Regions from separate parts of the Gossypium hirsutum genome. Here all the other regions are linked to region 3. The links are chromatin contacts, called in public Hi-C maps. All regions are on one chromosome and are shown on one strand. The core of a region is the stretch at or near the end of the contact, and the rest is flanking DNA. Distances in the headings are between cores, read along the strand shown.

The links. Hi-C and Micro-C count contacts between places; a contact is called where the count stands out from the background.
Region 1: a contact with region 3 is called in a Hi-C map of leaf, with 2.4 times the contacts expected there. The contact joins the promoter of LOC107895184 here to the promoter of LOC107938170 in region 3. A contact is called at or near these places in 2 of 34 Hi-C or Micro-C datasets (both in leaf).
Region 2: a contact with region 3 is called in a Hi-C map of leaf, with 2.8 times the contacts expected there. The contact joins the promoter of LOC107952761 here to the promoter of LOC107938170 in region 3. A contact is called at or near these places in 8 of 34 Hi-C or Micro-C datasets (callus, fibers and leaf).

Annotation. Positions count from the first base shown.
Region 1 is chrA07:50,893,404-50,896,103 of Gossypium_hirsutum_v2.1, reverse strand. LOC107895184 (photosystem I reaction center subunit XI, chloroplastic) reads right to left here and starts at 1,250. Exons shown (of 2, transcript XM_016820443.2): 1 at 699-1,250; 2 at 15-600. The coding sequence starts at 866. The coding sequence ends at 109.
Region 2 is chrA07:50,606,327-50,609,026 of Gossypium_hirsutum_v2.1, reverse strand. LOC107952761 reads left to right here and starts at 1,342. Exons shown (of 4, transcript XM_016887927.2): 1 at 1,342-2,234; 2 at 2,347-2,700. The coding sequence starts at 2,227.
Region 3 is chrA07:51,531,744-51,534,611 of Gossypium_hirsutum_v2.1, reverse strand. LOC107938170 (mediator of RNA polymerase II transcription subunit 19a) reads left to right here and starts at 1,460. Exons shown (of 7, transcript XM_041116912.1): 1 at 1,460-1,739; 2 at 1,844-1,986.

The sequences.
Region 1 (2,700 bases), core at 1-2,500, 640 kb after region 3:
AGAGTGACAATCACTTGATATAATTGATATTCGTTCCCAAAGGATCATCCTGAATACAAAGATTTACATTAAAAAAGGGACCAGGTAAAACATAGATCAAATGATGATCTACTTAAAGTAGTAAGGAAGGTCAAGGACATACAGGAGGAAGTAAGCCCAAGTGACACCAGAGATTCCACCAAAGAAGAACCCTCCAGTGAACTTAGCCCATCCATCCGCCGTTTGCAACTGGTCTGGCTCTTTCTTCCTCCCAGTCAGGGTTAGGCTCGGTGCTATCGATGGCTCACCTTCTTTGAACGACGCAACACCATACATCGTCAAGCAAATGCTGAGGATCACAACCAAACCGGCAGCGGCTAAGGACCCAGCTTGACCCGCCACCGCAGTGTTCCTTAGAGGGCCGGCCTTTACGAATGGACCAACCAGGAGGAAGCCGTGAGCCAGACCCACTTCGATTCCCCTCAGAAGTGGGTTCACTGCCGTCCTATAGGCTGGGAGGTTGGAAAGGTACCATGCAATTAAGGGGCTTGAGGTGATTGGAGTCTCCAGGCTTCCAATGAAGGGGTCGCCGTTGATGGGTTGGATTACTTGAAATGTTGACTGCAAAAGGAGACGGAAGAGGGGGGGTGATAAAAAAACTTAGTGCAGTGACGAGCCTAGCTAAGCTAACAGTGACCAGACAGACATAGCTAGCTTACCTTGTCGGATTGAACAGCTTTGACAGTGAAGCAAGGGGTCCTGGTCTTTCCGGAAGATACTTTAAACGGGGATCCCGAAATGCCCCTGGGGACTACCAGTCCTCTTGTAACAGACGACCTAAAGCTGCTCTTCAGCTGAGTCGCCATTGGAGAAGCAGTGGTAGCCATTTACGGATTTTGTTGTTAACTGAAAGCAAAAAAGAGAGTGGGAAATAGAAATATGTACAAATAATACGAAGCCAAAATAGAGTGAGAGAAAGAGATTTTCCCATTATCGGATGCAAGAATGTGTGGTTGAGGTGGCTGAGGTGTTAATTTTGCAGATTTGTGATTGGATGCATCAATCTGTGGAATCTTATCCCTTATCCAATACTCGAAATGTTGCTGACGGATTACATTAGTTCTATTTTATTTAAGCTGATATCACATCTTCAGAATATAGTTTGAGATCGAAAAAGCTAGGAACACACTTTTCTAATGGATTATACTTAATTTCTTTACATAAAATTTGTGTTGTATTTATTTTACTTTACCCTGTTTAATACCATAAAACTTCCGGATTTAATTAGCTAAAAAGTTATTTTAATGTTTGGTTTGTAAAAATTATTTACTCATAGAAGACATTTGTTTAAAAAATATGTAAGATTAAGTTTGTAACAAAATTACTAAGTGCCAGTTCTGCATTGTTTTTCAAAAGTACTTCTGGCTCTAAAAGTATTTCTAGAAGAAAAGCTGTACAGAACAAGTTGCTTTTGGCTGAAATTTTTAACTTTTTAGGAGTGCTTTTGAAAAGTACTTCTGAAAAGGAGAAGTTAAAATTTTTAGTTTTTTCTCTCCCAAAAGCACTTTTAATGCTTAATTACTTTTTCACCCCTCCAATAACATTGTACTTTTTCTTTTTTTTTCTTGGTACTTAATTACAAATGTGTTAAACTCATTAGTTAAAAATAAAAAAATATTTTTTAAAATATTAATTACAAATATTTAATAGTTATATTTAAATATTTAAAATATAATTGATATATTCTAATTAAATTTTATAAATAATTAATATTTATTTCTTAAAAATATTTAAAATTTATATTTTATATATTAAAATATTAACAAGAAGTTATAATAATTTTTTTATATTCTTACTAAAATATAATAATATTAACTAATTTAAATATTATTTAAATGCATATTTGTTACTTTATAATAACATGTCTAAAATTGACATTTTATTTCTTAAAAGCACTTTTTAACAGCAATGCTAAACACTCAAATTTTAAGGGTGTGTTTGGTAATACTTTTGAAAAGTGCTTTTAAAAAGTGTTGTGGAAAAGTGTTTTTGAGAAGTGCTTTTGAAAATTTTAGGTGTTTGGTATTGCTGTTAAAAAGTGTTTTTCGGGAATAAAATGTCCATTTTAAACATGATATTATAAAGTAGCAAATATGTATTTAAATAATGTTTAAATTAGTTAAAATTATGATATTTTAGCAATAATATAAAATAATTTATTATAACTTATTGTTAAAAAATTAATATATACTATTAATTTTAAATATTTCTAAGTAATTAATATTAATTATTTATTAAATTTAATTCGAATATATAAATTATATTAAAATATTAAAACGATAAAATATTAGAGTATATTTCATAATTATTTCATAAAATCAAACAATCAGAAAATAAAAACTAAAGCATAATGAAAAATTAGAAAAAGAAGAGAAGAAAAAGATAGAGTACCAGTGGAGAAGAGAAGATACAGAGAACAATTTCAGACAAAGAATTGGAAAAGTTCTACCGTGAAGGAGATAGGTTAAAACGGTAAAATACCAACCCAAATGAACTTCAAGCTTGGAAAAGCTAAAATAAATGGCTTTTTCATCTGTAAAAAAGGCCTTAAATTAAGTTAAAAAAGTTGTCAAACAAATAGTTGTTCTTCATTGCTTTTGAGATAAAAGAACTTTTTTAGGAAAAAGTTCATCCCAAAAGCAATGAAGAACAAGGCCAACC
Region 2 (2,700 bases), core at 93-2,592, 930 kb after region 3:
AGTTACTGTAGCGGTGAGATTGGGTACTGTAGCGGTGAGATTAGAAACAATGGTGGAGTGTGTGTTTGGATTCAAATGTAGCTGTAGCGGTGAGGTAAGAATAAAAAATTACTATTAAGGACATTAGATTAGAATTGATATATAATAGAAGTTTTTTTAAATTATTTTACTTTTTTAAAATTATTAAAATATATGAATTTATAAATTAATTTAATAAAATATTAAAATGTATCTTCCAATATTTTAATGAATTATATAATTAATTTAAATTATTTATTAGATAAAATGATAATTATTTTTAATTTTTTATATTAAATATTTTTTTATAACAATGATAAATATTATTTTCACAAATAGTAACATTATACTTGGATCAAATTTTGAAGTATCTAAAATGATAATTTTTAATTAAAAAATATAATAACATAAGACATAACAAGTTTCATTATTACTAGAAATTAGGTTTTTAATTATATATTTATTCATATAAAATTATTTATTTTATTGTCAAATTTTAAAAAAGAAAATGATAATCTAATCGTATAAAAAAATAGGAAAGAGCGTTGATTAAAAGAAAAGAAAAGGAAAGGGTAAGAATGAAAATTGAATTGTTAAACGCAGTTTTAAATCTCCACTAGCCCTTAAAGTAGCAGTGGGAAAAATGAACTGCGTTGTGATGAGATTTTTGCACCATTGTTATCCAAACAACGGGGAGAGCTGCGATTGCACGATTAACCGAGCAAATCTCACCGGAACGCAGGTGCGGTGGAATCCAAAGGCAGCCTAAAATTAATTAAAGTGATGGAATACATGAGCTTAGAAGGTTGTTTCCATGGAAAACAGTATCTAAAGGTGGGAGGTGAAACTTTTAAGAGAAAATGGAAAGGTGGAAGAAGAAGAGCTGTGGAGGCTGGTGTTGGCTGGTGAAGGGGGAAATGAGTGCTGATGAAGGTTCTTTTCCTATTAAAAAGGACCATCAAATGGGCCTAAGATCCAAACCCAATTTATCCAAGTCTAATTTTATCAAATTGTGGTCTGATTTTTTAATACAAAATTTCAACGATGTAAAATAATTTTAAATATCAAATATCATATTTAAATATTATTTTAATTATAATAATTTTGAAAATTGATTAAATTATCTTTTTATGGAAAAATTATTATTTTACTCTTTTCATTATTTCTTCTTAAATTTTGGCAATTAGAACAAATTTAATTTTAATACAATTTAATGAGTTGTGAAAATTAGTTTTTTAAGAAAAATAAGAAAATTATAATTTAATCTTTATATTATTAAAAATTTTCAATTTAATCCCAAAATCTATTTGCAATGCATATTTCAACTTAGCCTTTTAGTCAATCAATAAATAATAACTCACCTTGACAACTGCTTTCACGTATTCATTCTCAAATATAAAATTTCTTTCATAAATTTTTTTATCTGATTTGTTCCATAACTTGTTCTTAAAATTTTCTTGATATTCAAACTCAGAATTATGTCAAATATTATATCAAAATTTTCGGAGTGCGACAATCAGCGTCACCACCGTGGACATTGTTGGGAGTCACCGACTTAAGGAGATCCGAAGCCTTCGGGACACGGTGCTCTACCAAACGTAAGAACCTTGTCGAAGAGGAAGAAATCGAGAGCCCAGGAGCCCCGTCTAGAGAAAAGGAGATAAGCCATCTCCAAGAGAGACTTGAAAAAATCATGTGGTGGTCCACCACCACCATTCTAGCAGCCAAAAGCTTGAGGAGGAGAGGGGAGATCTCGAAGTTATTTTTCCGAAAGACAAAGAAGGCAAGAGGAAAAAGGACTTACCAAATCAAGAGAGAGGTGAGAGGAAAGAGAGAAAGGGCAGTTGAAAATACAAATTAAGGTCGTATTTGTTCAACACCTAAAGAAGAAAGCATTAGTTGTCTGTCATTCGCTCATGTTATCCAACGATGGTTCAATGTTATTCCACTTTATATTCATGTCCTAACCTATGTATCTTGAGAGACATTGATTTTTATTTTTTTATTTTAATAAAAACACAATGATTTAGCCATTGTTTAAAACTTACTTTATCAATTCCCTTCATCGACTATCAGGAAGTCCAACAAATTAGAAAAATAAAATAAAAATCTAAAAGATTAAAAGGAAAGCGCTACCTTACCTCTCCTTTTCCAGGGAACATAAACCCTTCAAGCAGCAACAAGATCCCGATTTTCAAAGACTCAATAATGGATGAGTAAAGTCGTTTCCTTTTTCCTCCCTTAATTTCATTTTCATTGAAATTGTTTTCTTCTCTTTTATTTCTTTCAAAATCTCACTTTCACACTGTAAATTCATCTGTTTCTCAGATCTGAGCAGGACCCAAGAAGACTGACTTCCACATCGTCTTCTTCTTCATCCACAACAAGCGTTCACGTCACGGCCTTGGACGGCCTGGTAAACGTCAACTCCCTCTTCACCATCGCCGTCTTCGTGGGCCTTTCTTTAACCACGCCAGGCCAACATAGCCTCGAGAATCGAGCCCCCTGCGACGCCGGCATCGACGTTGCGAAAAAGCTCTTGGTTTTCGAGGTAGTCTCCTTCAGCTTCTTCCTATTCTCGTCCCTGGTAGCTCAGGGTTTGAAGCTTGCCATCAACTTGTTGAACAGCAAAGATGTGGACGAAGCTATCAGGGCCCACATTAACCTTAAAGTTCTGAGGTT
Region 3 (2,868 bases), core at 211-2,710:
TATGCCAATGAAAAAATAAGAATAAAATGCTTTTTTTTTGAAAATCAAGAATAAATTGTTAAATGTTAGAAGAATTAACTAAATGAAATATTATTAAATGAATTTAAAATTAAATAATATAATAATTTACACTAGAAAGGGTGGGAAGTTTGCACCATAATCTAACCAATCACATGGGTGAGAATATTTTTGGGTAAAACTATTAGTAAGTTTACATTTTGATCATTTAAATTCAAAAGGTTATATGGTCACTAAACTATTCAAAAAAAATTAGTTAAGTCACTGAATTGTTAACTTGTTTTTTTAAAGTCTGACTAGCAAGCTCTAAGTGACAGTTTGACTATTGGTACTGTGGATTAGCACCCATTGATGAGTTAGAAAACATATTGATGATCTAAGTCAATCTGATGGCCAGTGTTTAAGATCGAAGAAAAAAGCTATTTGGATTTTGGTTTGTAGATTCCTGACGTTTAAAGTTGTTTCATGAAAAAAACTAAATTGTAGAGAGAAGGGAAGGGAAAACTTTCAATTGGTAAATGCGGTGTGAACAGAAAAGGCCATACAACACCAATTTTAACATCCTAGTGACTTAAATGAAAACTTTTGATTTTGAATAATTCAATGACCATTTTTTAGCTTTTTGAACATGAGTGATCAAAATGTAAATTTACTAATAGTTTAGGGCATAATGACTTATTTGGCCCTCCAACTTTACAAAAAAATCATTTTAGCCTTCCATTTAATTTTTTGCTGCTTTTAACCCTTAAACTTGCATTGTTTGTTGAATCATCCCAAAATGGATGAAAAAGTTAATGTCTCTTAACTTTGCTAATGTGACATCTGCATAAAAGTTAATGTATATGTCACATAAGCAATTAATAAGTTTTTTAATAATTTGAAAAATAATTTTTTATAATTCTATACTTTTTAATATTTTTTTAATTTTTATATTTTAAAATTAATTAATTGCTAACATAACATACATGTGGCAATCCTCGTGTATGCCTGGTCTGTAAGGTTAACAAATGTAAACATTTTCATCAATTTTAGAGTGATTTGACAAATATCACAAGTTTAATGGCCAAAAGAGGCTAAAATGACTTCTTTTTAAAAGTTAGAGGACCAAATAAGTCATTATGCCATAGTTTAGTTACCTTAAGTATATATGTTTTAGGTGATAAGTTAATTTTGTTTAGGCTTTCCATAATTTGATAGTCTTACGATTCAGTCCTCCATTCATTTCAATTTAATCCTTATTAATTTAATTTGATACTTCCTATTTTATTTATTTGAATTTATTTATGTTTGTCTATATATTTTTTTTATTTATGTTTGAATTTAAATCTTCAAGTTTATTTCATATGATTCTAATTACTGATTAATTATTTTATCAAAATTTTAAATGTACTAATAATTTTATACATATTAAACCGGTGCATCGGGAAAGAAAATACGAGCTAAAACTCCCACTACGACGGTTTTTGACTCTGTGACTCCAAAAAATAATAAAAATAGTAAGTAAATAAATAAGCCGGAGAAGCTACGGATCCGAGGCCTTGGACAGGAAAAGAAAGGAAAAAACTCGTGTAGTGTTGGTGGTTCGACCCTTTTCAAACCCTAAAAAAGTAGGGACTTAATTGCTTCCATTGCCTGCTCCTGAAAGCTCTCCAACTTCATAAGATCTTACACATTCTACCCCGCTTCACTCCCTCTTCAATTCGCTCTCTTTTATTTCACTGGTCAATTTCTCCACCTTTTCCCCTTCTTTTATTTTTTATTTCTTTCAAAATTTTGCGCGGTTTTTGTTTTTTGTTTGATTTTTTAAAAAAATATTTTTTCGTAGGTTTTCTTTTACTTGCATTGAAGCGTCAGGACCGAATTTATCAGGGGAGGAGAGGAGCTTGAATTTTTATTTTTATTTTGCTTTGCTTTTTCTCTTGATCTGATAAATGTTCCTCGGCGACTTTGCCCGAGTCCATGTTTGAGGTATTTATTGTTTCTTTTTATGTTTCTTGTTTTTCTTACTTGAAGTTTTTCTTAAATGATGAATTATGATGGTTTCCCCCTAATCCTTTTTTTCTTTATGTAATTAGTAATTTGTTCGGACACTGTCCTCTATGTTTATTTTTCAATTTTATTGGGAATTCATTTAAATTTGACGATTCTGCGGAGAAAAATTAGAAGAAAATTATGAAAAAAAAATGTAATTTGAGTATGTGGTTTTGGCGTTTGCTACTTGTAGAATATTATCCGGTTAGATAAAACGAAGAAGCATGTGTGAAGGTTCTCGCTTTTAGTGTTTAAAGCAAATTTTAGTAGCAAAACTAGAGATGCCCTGACTAACTAAACCTTTTATAACTTGAAACTATGTGGAGATAAAGTATTCCATATGAGCTAATTTCAAATTTTCAGTGTAATGAAAACGTCACGGCGTTGCTTGTCAACTTTTGTAGCTTACCATTAACATAGAATTTAGTATTTATTTTTAAATTTAAATACTCTAGTAGTTGGCTTGCTTTGGAAATTAATACGAAGTTCTTATAAATTTCAATTGGGTGAAGAATGGGTTAGTTACATGCTACTACCACCACCCTCAAACCTGTGTTTAGATTTCTTTCTTGTGGCTCTAGGTGCTTTGCTATTAACCTAAATAATTAATCCAGGTTCAGCAACCATTTTTCTTTTTGTTCTGAAATGAAAGGGTAATCTGGTTACCAAGTTGGCTTTTATCAGTTTTACTAGACATATAATTTGCTCAACTGTGCAATATGTCAACTATTAAATTATTGACATTTGAAGAGGGTGAAAGGGGCTATGGATCTCTTTTCTTGCTTCAGAAGTCGCTAGTTTTCTGTTAAAAAGCTTAAA